Regions from separate parts of the Anas platyrhynchos genome. Here region 2 is linked to region 1. The links are chromatin contacts, called in public Hi-C maps. All regions are on one chromosome and are shown on one strand. The core of a region is the stretch at or near the end of the contact, and the rest is flanking DNA. Distances in the headings are between cores, read along the strand shown. Region 1 overlaps DGCR2 (DiGeorge syndrome critical region gene 2). Region 2 holds the start of TSSK2 (testis specific serine kinase 2).

Region 1 (4,783 bases), core at 1,376-3,875:
AAGTATTCTACATTAATGATATTAAGACTTTAAAAAATAACACTAATTAAAGATTTGCTTTTTTAATGTATTAGTATCACTCTGATGATCATAGTGTAAATAATGCTACTGCAACATTAGGATTAACTGCAGGCAAATTCTAAAACTAAAAATAGTTTGGCCTTTAAAGGAATGAAAATAATCCATGATCTTCATTGTCAAATTATTTTACCATTTTGTGTCCTTTGAAATGTACGCTCACTGAATTTCTTGGCACTACCTTCTTTCCTGTGATACGTAGCGCATTCTAATTTGGAATATTGGAATTACTGCCTCGTTCCTGTGAGGCCATGTGAGTGTATCACACAGAGCCAGTTTTTAATGGGTGATCTCTATAGGCACGTAATTCCTAGGGTGACCTGGTAATTAAATATCCTTGCTCATTCCATTAACTTGGGGCAAACTCAGTATGCTAGAGCCACTTGAATGCAGAGCTACTCTGCTGTTCCTAGGCTGCTCCTTGAGATTTTTTGGTTTTGGTCATTGGTGCAGTTGGTCCCAAGGAGCACCTTGTTTGATGGAGGGTCTTCTGGAGGCCTTTCCCCCAGGTAACACCCCAGGCAGCCTCCAGCTGAGGGTTTAAATGATCGTGAAATTGCTCTGGATGTCTTGATTTTTTTCAAGTTAGTGGAGAAAGCTTGATTCACATCATTTTGAATATATTTCAAACAGATGTAATTAAAGCTGTTGAAGAAGTCTATGTAGCTGCTCTCTATTTTGGACCATGGCTGGTGTATTTGGTTTAGCTAGTGTAAATAGAGCTAATCAGCTTTAAAGGGAAATAAGCTGATTTTTTTTATATACAGAAATATATGCCTATGTAGCTCTTTGTGCTGTGCAAGTCTATTAGCTCAAATACCAGCTGGCGGTATTACATGACATACAAGTAGGTATTTCTAATGCTTGCATTGTTGGGTTCTTTTTTTCTGATTTTAGGTTAATTCCTTGTTTCCAGATGGAACTCTGGTATTCATCTGCCTTTTCTCAAGGGTTTCTGCCCACTATCCTTCTAGCCTTACTGCTTATAGTTTTGCTGGCAGTGTCTGCACCTAACCTGTGCCCCTTTTGCGGATTACATTCTGCATTGTGTTTTCATAACCTCTTGAATCCATTTATCTCATGCATCCATTCAGAAGCCCCGACACCCAGATTAGGGTGTGTGTGTTTTTTGTTTCAGAAATAATGAGCAAACGTTTCCTTTAGAAAGCCTGAGAAGGAATGAAAAGCCCAATTCTTCTGGCCAAGGATGGACTTTCTTTCCTGGTTTTGATTTTGCCCTAGATCTCAGAGAATGCGTTGGAAAACATATTGGAGAAGTTGTCTTGTATCTTTGAACACACAACTGAGAAACTGAGCAGCTGGAGAGTGGGTAGTTCTGTAAACAAGAACAGACAAAATGCACTGGGAATGATGCATTTGCTGCAGCAACTGAAATGACAAGTATCAGGTTCTGTGCACAACTGCAGTTGTTGAAAATCTGCCAAAATATTTATCTTACTTTGCAAGATTCATGTAATGGCTTGTTGGTTCTTTTCAACTGCAATTATTTTTGTTATGAGCCATGTAAAATGGTAGATCCTGGCAGTAACAGCCTGGCCGTCTTAATTTACCTGCCTGTATTATGTATCATATATTTGTATTGAATTAAAGCCCGTAGACAGTTTAGTAAAATCAAATCTGCTTTTTCCTGCATTTTTCACTGGTACTGACTATTCCTTCTCTTCAGGCTTGACAGGGGACCAGCGAACTTACCATGGGAAGGAGAATGTGGACGCCAGGCATAATCGAGGGAGGGGAGGAGAGACGACCCGCTTTCACACTGTCAATGTGGCACAGCCTGTCCGATTTAGCAGTAAGTTGCAGCCTGGGAAATCTGGCCTATCTTTCTACTAATTAGCTTAGCAATTTAGATTAATTGTTCTCTTAAGGAGAAATTAATAGATTTTCTCTTGCGTGGCTTTTAGACCAGTCTTTGCTTAAATGAAGTACTCCTGAAGGTTTTTGCACACTTCCTTTATGTGTGTGCTGTGGTGTTGCACAGTTTATATAGCAGGCTGATACATATGAAGAATCCAGCTTCCTTTGTAACACTACTTTTGTGCAACTGAAATTGTGTTTTTCATTTATGAACTGTGGGCCTGGTTTTCTGTAATTGTGATGAGTTAAGTGATGGTTTCATCCTTCAGCAGGCATGATAATCTGTCATCTGTCTCTTGATGTGAGTTTGCAGTTTTCCCCTGGAAAGTAGGGAAAAACAAAATTGATTGCTTTTGATTTAAGTCATTTAGAAGATGATCTTAGAAGAAGTTGCAGTATCCTTAGTAAACTAAGTACATATCTGATGTTGTGAGTTTTGTACCCTTTTTAAGAAGGAATAATGTTCTTTAGGAAGTGGGGAACTTAGGGAAATTCTTTCCTTCTTGCTTCTCTGAAGGAAAAAGTCTATGAAGGAACTATCAAGGAAGAGTGTAGGACCTGAATGTTTTTTTCCTTGTTACTTCCGAGTGTTAGTTGGGAACCTTCAAAAATACCACTCCAATATCATCCTGCCCTTTTACCTGAATCACTGCTGGCGATGCTTTCTGCATCCTGGTACAAGCCTTATCTAAATTTATAAATGTTCCGTAACTGTCCTTCTTACTGATTGTAGCTCATAGTGACTGCTGCCTTTGAATTTCTTTAGGTCCAATGCATCAGTCTCCCTTGCTGCCTCTTTCTGGTCTTCTTCTTTTTTGCTCCTTGGATCATCCAGTGATTTGGGAATGAGACAGCACTGATCATGCTTGGAGGGAGGGATGGGGCACACTAGGAAGGGGACATGCAGAGAAGATATGGCAGGAGTCTGAAAAAGTCAAGTGATTAGCACAAGTAAAAAATTACCTCTTTTCTGGGAGGGGGGAGGGGGCTTATTAAAATAGGTACTTTGATTCCGGTATTTACTGCAGTAGCTAACTTGTTAAACAAATTTGTAGAGGACAATAAAACAACTTAGAAATTGATTCAGCAATATCTATAATACTCATGTTGTATTCTGTCCCATCCCAGTGATGTGACCAGTAGACCTAAGGAAGATATCTAAAGGAATTCAAATGTAAATGTGTCACTATTTTATGGTAAAGATCACTGTTTCTGAAGGGAGTTCCTAGTCTTGAGAACAAGATCTCTTTGAATGCTTGCAACAAACATAAAACAGTTTATGAATTTAAAGTTACTTTCTTAGGTGTCATGCAAAATTAATTCTGCAAATGCAGGAGTTAAAATCATATTTCACGTCTGTTTCTATTAGTTACGTATCACCTCCAAGAATGTCAGTCATCAAAAGCCCTTGGGTCTGTTTCATCCAGAAATGCCTCGAGGATTTTTTTTGTGTATTTCTTCAATTTAGTTAATTGAGAAAGCAGAGACTACAGTTCATACCATCACCTGCCTAATTTCTAAGGATGTTCTGTGCAGTGACATTTTTCTAGAGCAAACCACCATTGCCCCAAAACCCCCATCCCATCACCTTTAGTGAGTGACCATGCACTCACCATGTGAATACTACTGAGCTTGTTTGTAAAATAAGGTTGAAATCCTCAGAGTAAGTTGGGCATACTGCTAACCACCTAATAGAAAGATGTGATCGTTATGTTGGCCACCTCTGGTTTATCCTTCCTGCTTCTTGCAGCTTGTTGTGACTAGCATTGATCCAACTGATTGGATTTATAAAGCTGTTCAGGGAAAACCTTCCACTGTAGATCATCAGTCTTAATTAAAGAATTTAAAGGCTGTCACAGTGCAGGGAAACATCACTAAGAGTTTTTCAGTGCATTAAAAGAAAATCCTTTGTCAAAAGCACTAGTAAAGGAAGTCTCCTGTGATCTGTAATGCATGCATCTCCTACTGGTGAGGTAAATTACACGTGGTGTGTTGTGTACATGCATCCAAGTGATTACACATTGCATTGTCATAAGCTGATTAGGACGTGTTACCTGGAAGATCCTAATTTGGGGGGAATGGTTTCCCTTCTATTCTTCATGTTTCCTAGGAAAGTGCCCAACAGGGTGGCACCACTACGAGGGCACAGCTAGCTGTTACAGAGTGTATTTAAACGGGGAGAACTACTGGGACGCCGTGCAGACATGTCAGCGGGTGAATGGATCCCTCGCAACCTTCACTGCAGACCAGGAGCTACGATTTATCCTGGCACAGGAGTGGGACTTGGAAGAAAAGACATTTGTAAGGAAGGACCAACGTAGGTGAGTAGGAAGTAAAGGACAGATCTCCCCCATTACATGAGAATGGTTTCTGCACAGTATAGTTGCTGGTAGTTCAGTTTGCCTATAAAATCTAGTGGTAAAATTGACTACAGGCTGATAACCTTGTGAAAGCGTTTAAGAGCAGCCATCTCTGTATTTTCTGTTTTAATTAACATTACTAAATTAACAGGCTACAATTTAATGTAGTCTTTATTTTCAGGTTGTCTCAGCAGCATAGTAGTATTCTTGAACTCCAACAGGGAAGATGAATTTTACACTGACTTACTGCAGCACTACGTTGTATAGAAATATTATTTCTTTAAATTTTTCAACACAGTTTTTGTTTCCATTAAGTACCAGTAGCTTTGACAAAGACTGCAAGTTTGAGACAAGAACGAAGTGGAAAAAAAACATGAATTGTAAGAACTGTGTTTTGGTGACTTGAGATATTTCATTCTGTGAGTTCACAGCAAACATAATTCCTTGGGTTTTTTTGCCTGTGGGTT
Region 2 (4,635 bases), core at 1,035-3,534, 34 kb before region 1:
TCAATAGTATTCCTGATAAATAGCAAATTTTTACTGTAAAATCTGTTAAAACTGTCTTTTCTATTCCAGCCTCACTCCAAAAGGACTAAGCCCAGCAATGTCACCAGCCTTGCAGCGACTCGTAAACAGGACTGCAAGTAAATACACTGACAAAGCCCTGCGAGCCAGCTATACTCCTTCCCCAGCCCACACGGGAACACCGGGTTACAAGACCCCTGCAAGCGGGCCTCAGACACCCACAGTCACCCCACAGTCTAGGACAGTATCTCAGACACCAGTGTCTCAAGACACGACATCGATCACAGACAATTTACTGCAGCTTCCTAAAAGAAGGAAGGCATCTGATTTCTTCTAAATGTTCCAGTCATCAGCAAGGCAGCAGCGAACTGTCTGTGCTTAGCTGGCTGCAAGCTGGATGTCACAAGCCATCAGTAGTGAGGGGTATCTAGGTACAGCTGCCAGAGCAGAAAGCAGCAGTTACTAGATCTGGGACCAGGTCTAGACTATGTGGCTGAAGTAGCTTTGTGATGTGCTTTTGGAGGCAAAATATCTCCTGCTGTGGTATAACTTCCCTCTGAACTGCACGGATGTGTTACACAGGGCTGCTGTATCGTAAGGATGCTTCCTGCAGTGGCAGAGAAGAGTCTGGTCTCTTAGAAAACAGCGATAATTTTTTAAAGATATATTTCTCTTTTTTTTTTTTTTAAGATGGCCATGCGTTTAAATACATTTCTGTACAGATATATCTATTTATAAAACGTGGTAAGCCTTCCTAAGAGGTTGGACTGGACTTTCCTCCTGCTTGTCAAACTTCTTTGGTCTTGTGCTTTGCAGAAGAGAGGATATAACCGTGTATATATTGAGACATGACCCAGAATTTTAGAGGGCTTCTGTTTAATGTAAGTGGAGTTCAGACTGATGCTCCTGAGTGTTCAATGGACCTGTCAAGAGAATTGTTATGTTGTGAAAAAAAGTATGCATGCGGTTCCAGACATCAATTCACACATCCTAATAACCTGCACTGTTACTTACTGAATTCTGCAGCTGGTATAATCAGAAACTTGAGAAACGTGTGAGAAATGTGTCAGTCAGCAGCACTGTGACCTGAAAGTTTTCTGATGTGCTTTTGACCGTAACTTCTGGTCCCTGCAAACCGTATCAGACAGGCCTTTTAAAACAGCAGTGTTCGTTCAGCTCAGCAGATGCACTGTATTTTGTGTTTCTATACTTCGTAAAGCAAAAGACGAGGAGTGTTTCGTAAAGGGTTCAGAGAAGCTCAAGTTGAAAACCAGCAGTTCACAAGTTGGACCGATTTTTAAGAGGACCCGTTTTCCTTCTGTCCTTCCTGTTCTGCAGGGTGGGTTTTGGCTTCCTGTTTGTGCTCAGGCTTTTTGTCATGCAGGTTTTGGGAACACTCACCAGTTTCTGCAGCTGACAGAGGGGTTGGGATGTGGGATTTTGGAGTCTGCAACCATGAGTGTTTCAGAACTTCATCTATACACAGCCTCTGAGATACATCGGGCTGGAGCAAGTGGTAAATAAGGTCCTTGCACTCTGTAGTCAGGTATTTTGACTTGGGGAAGGGAATCCTGTGTTGTTTCTGAATATAGATCATTTTTCTAACATTGGAATCATCAAAGGGCATTAATGCGTAGACCATTGTATAGAGGATGACGCCCAGGCTCCATATGTCAGAAATCTTGGGGTCGCAAGGAATGCCCTGCAGCACTTCAGGGGCTGCGTATGCAGCAGACCCGCAGAAGGTTTTACTGAGAATAGTTCTCCCATTTTCATCCCGAGACAAGGGTTTGGAAAAGCCGAAGTCTGACAACTTGACATTTAGGTCTTTGTCGAGAAGGATGTTCTCACATTTCAGGTCCCTGTGAGCAAGGTCTGAGTCATGGCAGTGCTTGATGGCAGAAGCCAGCTGCTGGAACTTTAAACGAGCAAAGTCCTCCTTCATGGCTCCCGTGATCTTGATGTAGTCCAGGAGGTCTCCCTTCACCCCCAGCTCCATGATGATGTACACTTTCCCACTTGATGTCTCAAAGATCTCATAGGTTTTGATGATCGATGGGTGGTGCAGGCGTTTCAGAGCAGCTATTTCCCTGGGCAGAAATCTCTCCAGGAAGTCCTGGGGAGTTTTCCTCTTGTCGATTATCTTTACGGCCACGTTGCATTTCAACTTGTTGCAGTAGGCTGACTTCACCTTGCCGTACGAGCCCTCTCCCAACGTGGCACTCAGGCTGTAACCTTTCCTTTCAAGCACCGCAGCATCGTCCATGGTGGGAGAGCTTTGGGGAGCTGTGTGAGCTGGTGCTGGTGAGCATCATGCGTGGTGGCAGGTGGTATGGCCACGCACCATGGTGGCTGCCCGAGCTGCTGGAACCGCGGGCGAGCAGCCGGCCGGCCCGGCACCGGGCGCTGTGTGATGTCACAGACAGCTCCCGCGGTCAGATCAGCAATTCCAGACCTGCACAGCCCCTGGGTGACCTCATCCGAGGTACAATGTGGTGGCAAGTCTGAGGGACGGTGGTCGTGCTCCACCTTCTTCATAAAACTGTGTTTAGTTTTGCTGATAGGGTGGAAGCAGCTTAAAAGTTTTTCTTTTTTTTCTGAAATGTGCCTAAATCTTTTATATCTTACATTGTGTTAACCAGGAGCTCAGCTGTGCAGTAAATAATTTGGTAGACGCATTTGATTGGTGTGGGGAATTATCTGTGGCATGTTAGAAGGAAAATGAATGTAATCACACGGGGTGAATTTTGGGAGGGGGGGAGGTATCCTCCTCTTCAGTCTTGAGTCTGCCAGCTTCCTCCTCCCTGCCCTCCTCCACAGGGTAATATGAAGGAATTTTTCATAATGATGTTCAGGAAAAAGCTCCTTCCCAAAAGCATAAAGCTATTGGAAAAATGTCTTAAGTAACTAAATTTAGTGAAGTAGAACTCTTTTAAAATATTTCTACTGCTGAACGTTTCATTTTTTACTTAACAGAGTGAAATCTAGTCTTAGCAACTCTTTTGGTTATCTTGAGTTTACAAAAGACTTGTTGTTAAGTTTCTTAAATACTTTCATTCCACAATGGATTGGTTTTTGTCTGCAATGGCTGCGTTCAAGAATTGCGGTGGGTTTTTGTTTGTTTGCTTGGGGCTTGGAAGGGCGGGATGTGCCATCCCTTAACTTCATTTCCTTAGTTTTCGTTCAGCTCCTCCATTCCGCAGGTCATGATTTGCTGCTTTTTGTGGGCTTTGCATCTGGCTTTTTCTTAAACCCTCACTCTTTGGGAAGTTCTGGCTTCCAGCTTCTGGTATTCTCAAGAAAGGTTCAGGACAGCACCTTCTTCAGAGCTCATCGGAGGATTCCTGTTGTTTTGCGTGCTGATTGCTTCACTGTCATCAGCCTCTGGGGTTTTCTGTTGGTTTCAGCTTTTTCGAACTTGATTTTTCAGCTTCCACGTGTCTGACTTCAAAGACTTGATGGCGATGGGAACAGCACAGGGCTAGGGACAATCGTGCGGTCCCCCAGCATGGACACCAACAGCATTCTGAAGAACTGGAGCAGTGACTCCAACAGGCAGACTGGGGCTTTTTAAAACCTTTTTCCTCCCTTTCTTTGAAACTTCTGGCTAATCGTTGTAATTAACCAGAAGGATGAAGAGCAGTTTTAACCATTCGGAGCTGTGCGTGTTCCAGTAAGAGCTGATCTCTGAGCACCTTTTGAGCAGGAAGCAGGCGTAGCCACGTGTGTGCCCTTCTTGCACCACGCCTGAGTACAGGGCAGCCTGTGTAACACTTGGCAGTCTTGACGTTTGCCATAATCGGGTGACGCTTTACCCAGGGAACATCCGTGGAAATTTTTAGGCAGCTCTTTGAGCGGTGCCTGCAGACCTGTGTAAGGCCCGGGATGTTTGCCTTGCTTGTCCTGGTGGAGAGCTTCCTCTCGCGTGGTTTCCGCTGCCGCTTCCAAAACTCACGTCCCTGAACAGGAAACTCTTCCAAGTGAATAGAGTTCTTATAGTGCACCTTGTGAAAAGGAACTGATCAATCCGGCATTTCTGGGTTTGTGGCTGCATGAAATGAAGAGTTTTGGGTTTCTTTAATTTGGAAATAACTGAGGGCTGAGTTGTTCTTCAGGTAAACAAACAAAAACTATTCTCAGATGTTCATAAATGAACGCAAAGTTCGTCTGTTTACCAATGTGTCCATGTTTTCAGTGGCCCTTGAGGACCGAACTGGGTAAATAATGATGAAGTTTTTAGGTAACATTTCTATTCATTTATTTCACAGTGTTCTGACAATCAGTGTCCCTAGTTAACAGATGATGCTCACACACAGAAGCATTTCTTTGCTCAGAAGGGCCTTGGCTGAACGCTTCCTAGTATTTCAGGCTAGTTGTGCTCATACCAGGATGTGGCCAGCTCACAGAGTAACATGTAGACAAATGGGGAATCTGGGAAGTGTTGGTTTCGTATCGTGCAATTCATGCTTAAAAGCAGACTGCAGCAAATATCTTGCGGGACAGTGTTGGTTCTGTCATCCCTGGAGTGAATTAACCTACACAACCTCACTAACATCCTAGTCTTGATTCTGCCAGATTGAAGGGCCTTCATGTATTTGCTGGAACTATAATTTATTT

What was found. Hi-C and Micro-C count contacts between places; a contact is called where the count stands out from the background.
Region 2: a contact with region 1 is called in a Hi-C map of skeletal muscle, with 2.0 times the contacts expected there. The contact joins the promoter of TSSK2 here to the enhancer-like site in region 1. A contact is called at or near these places in 4 of 8 Hi-C or Micro-C datasets (F1 follicle, liver, skeletal muscle and 1 more).

The regions. Positions count from the first base shown.
Region 1 is chr16:9,501,598-9,506,380 of IASCAAS_PekinDuck_T2T, reverse strand. DGCR2 (DiGeorge syndrome critical region gene 2) reads left to right here. Exons shown (of 10, transcript XM_072024527.1): 3 at 1,766-1,893; 4 at 4,060-4,277. Among named protein-coding and RNA genes, the nearest start is that of DGCR2, 30 kb to the left of the region's middle. Within about 2 kb of position 2,625, at least 1 of the 8 cell types and tissues checked has an H3K27ac peak or open chromatin away from gene starts, as enhancers often do.
Region 2 is chr16:9,535,724-9,540,358 of IASCAAS_PekinDuck_T2T, reverse strand. TSSK2 (testis specific serine kinase 2) reads right to left here and starts at 2,284. Exons shown (of 1, transcript XM_021273502.4): 1 at 1,186-2,284. The coding sequence starts at 2,284. The coding sequence ends at 1,316. ESS2 (ess-2 splicing factor homolog) reads left to right here. Exons shown (of 10, transcript XM_027470253.3): 10 at 70-4,635. The coding sequence ends at 355.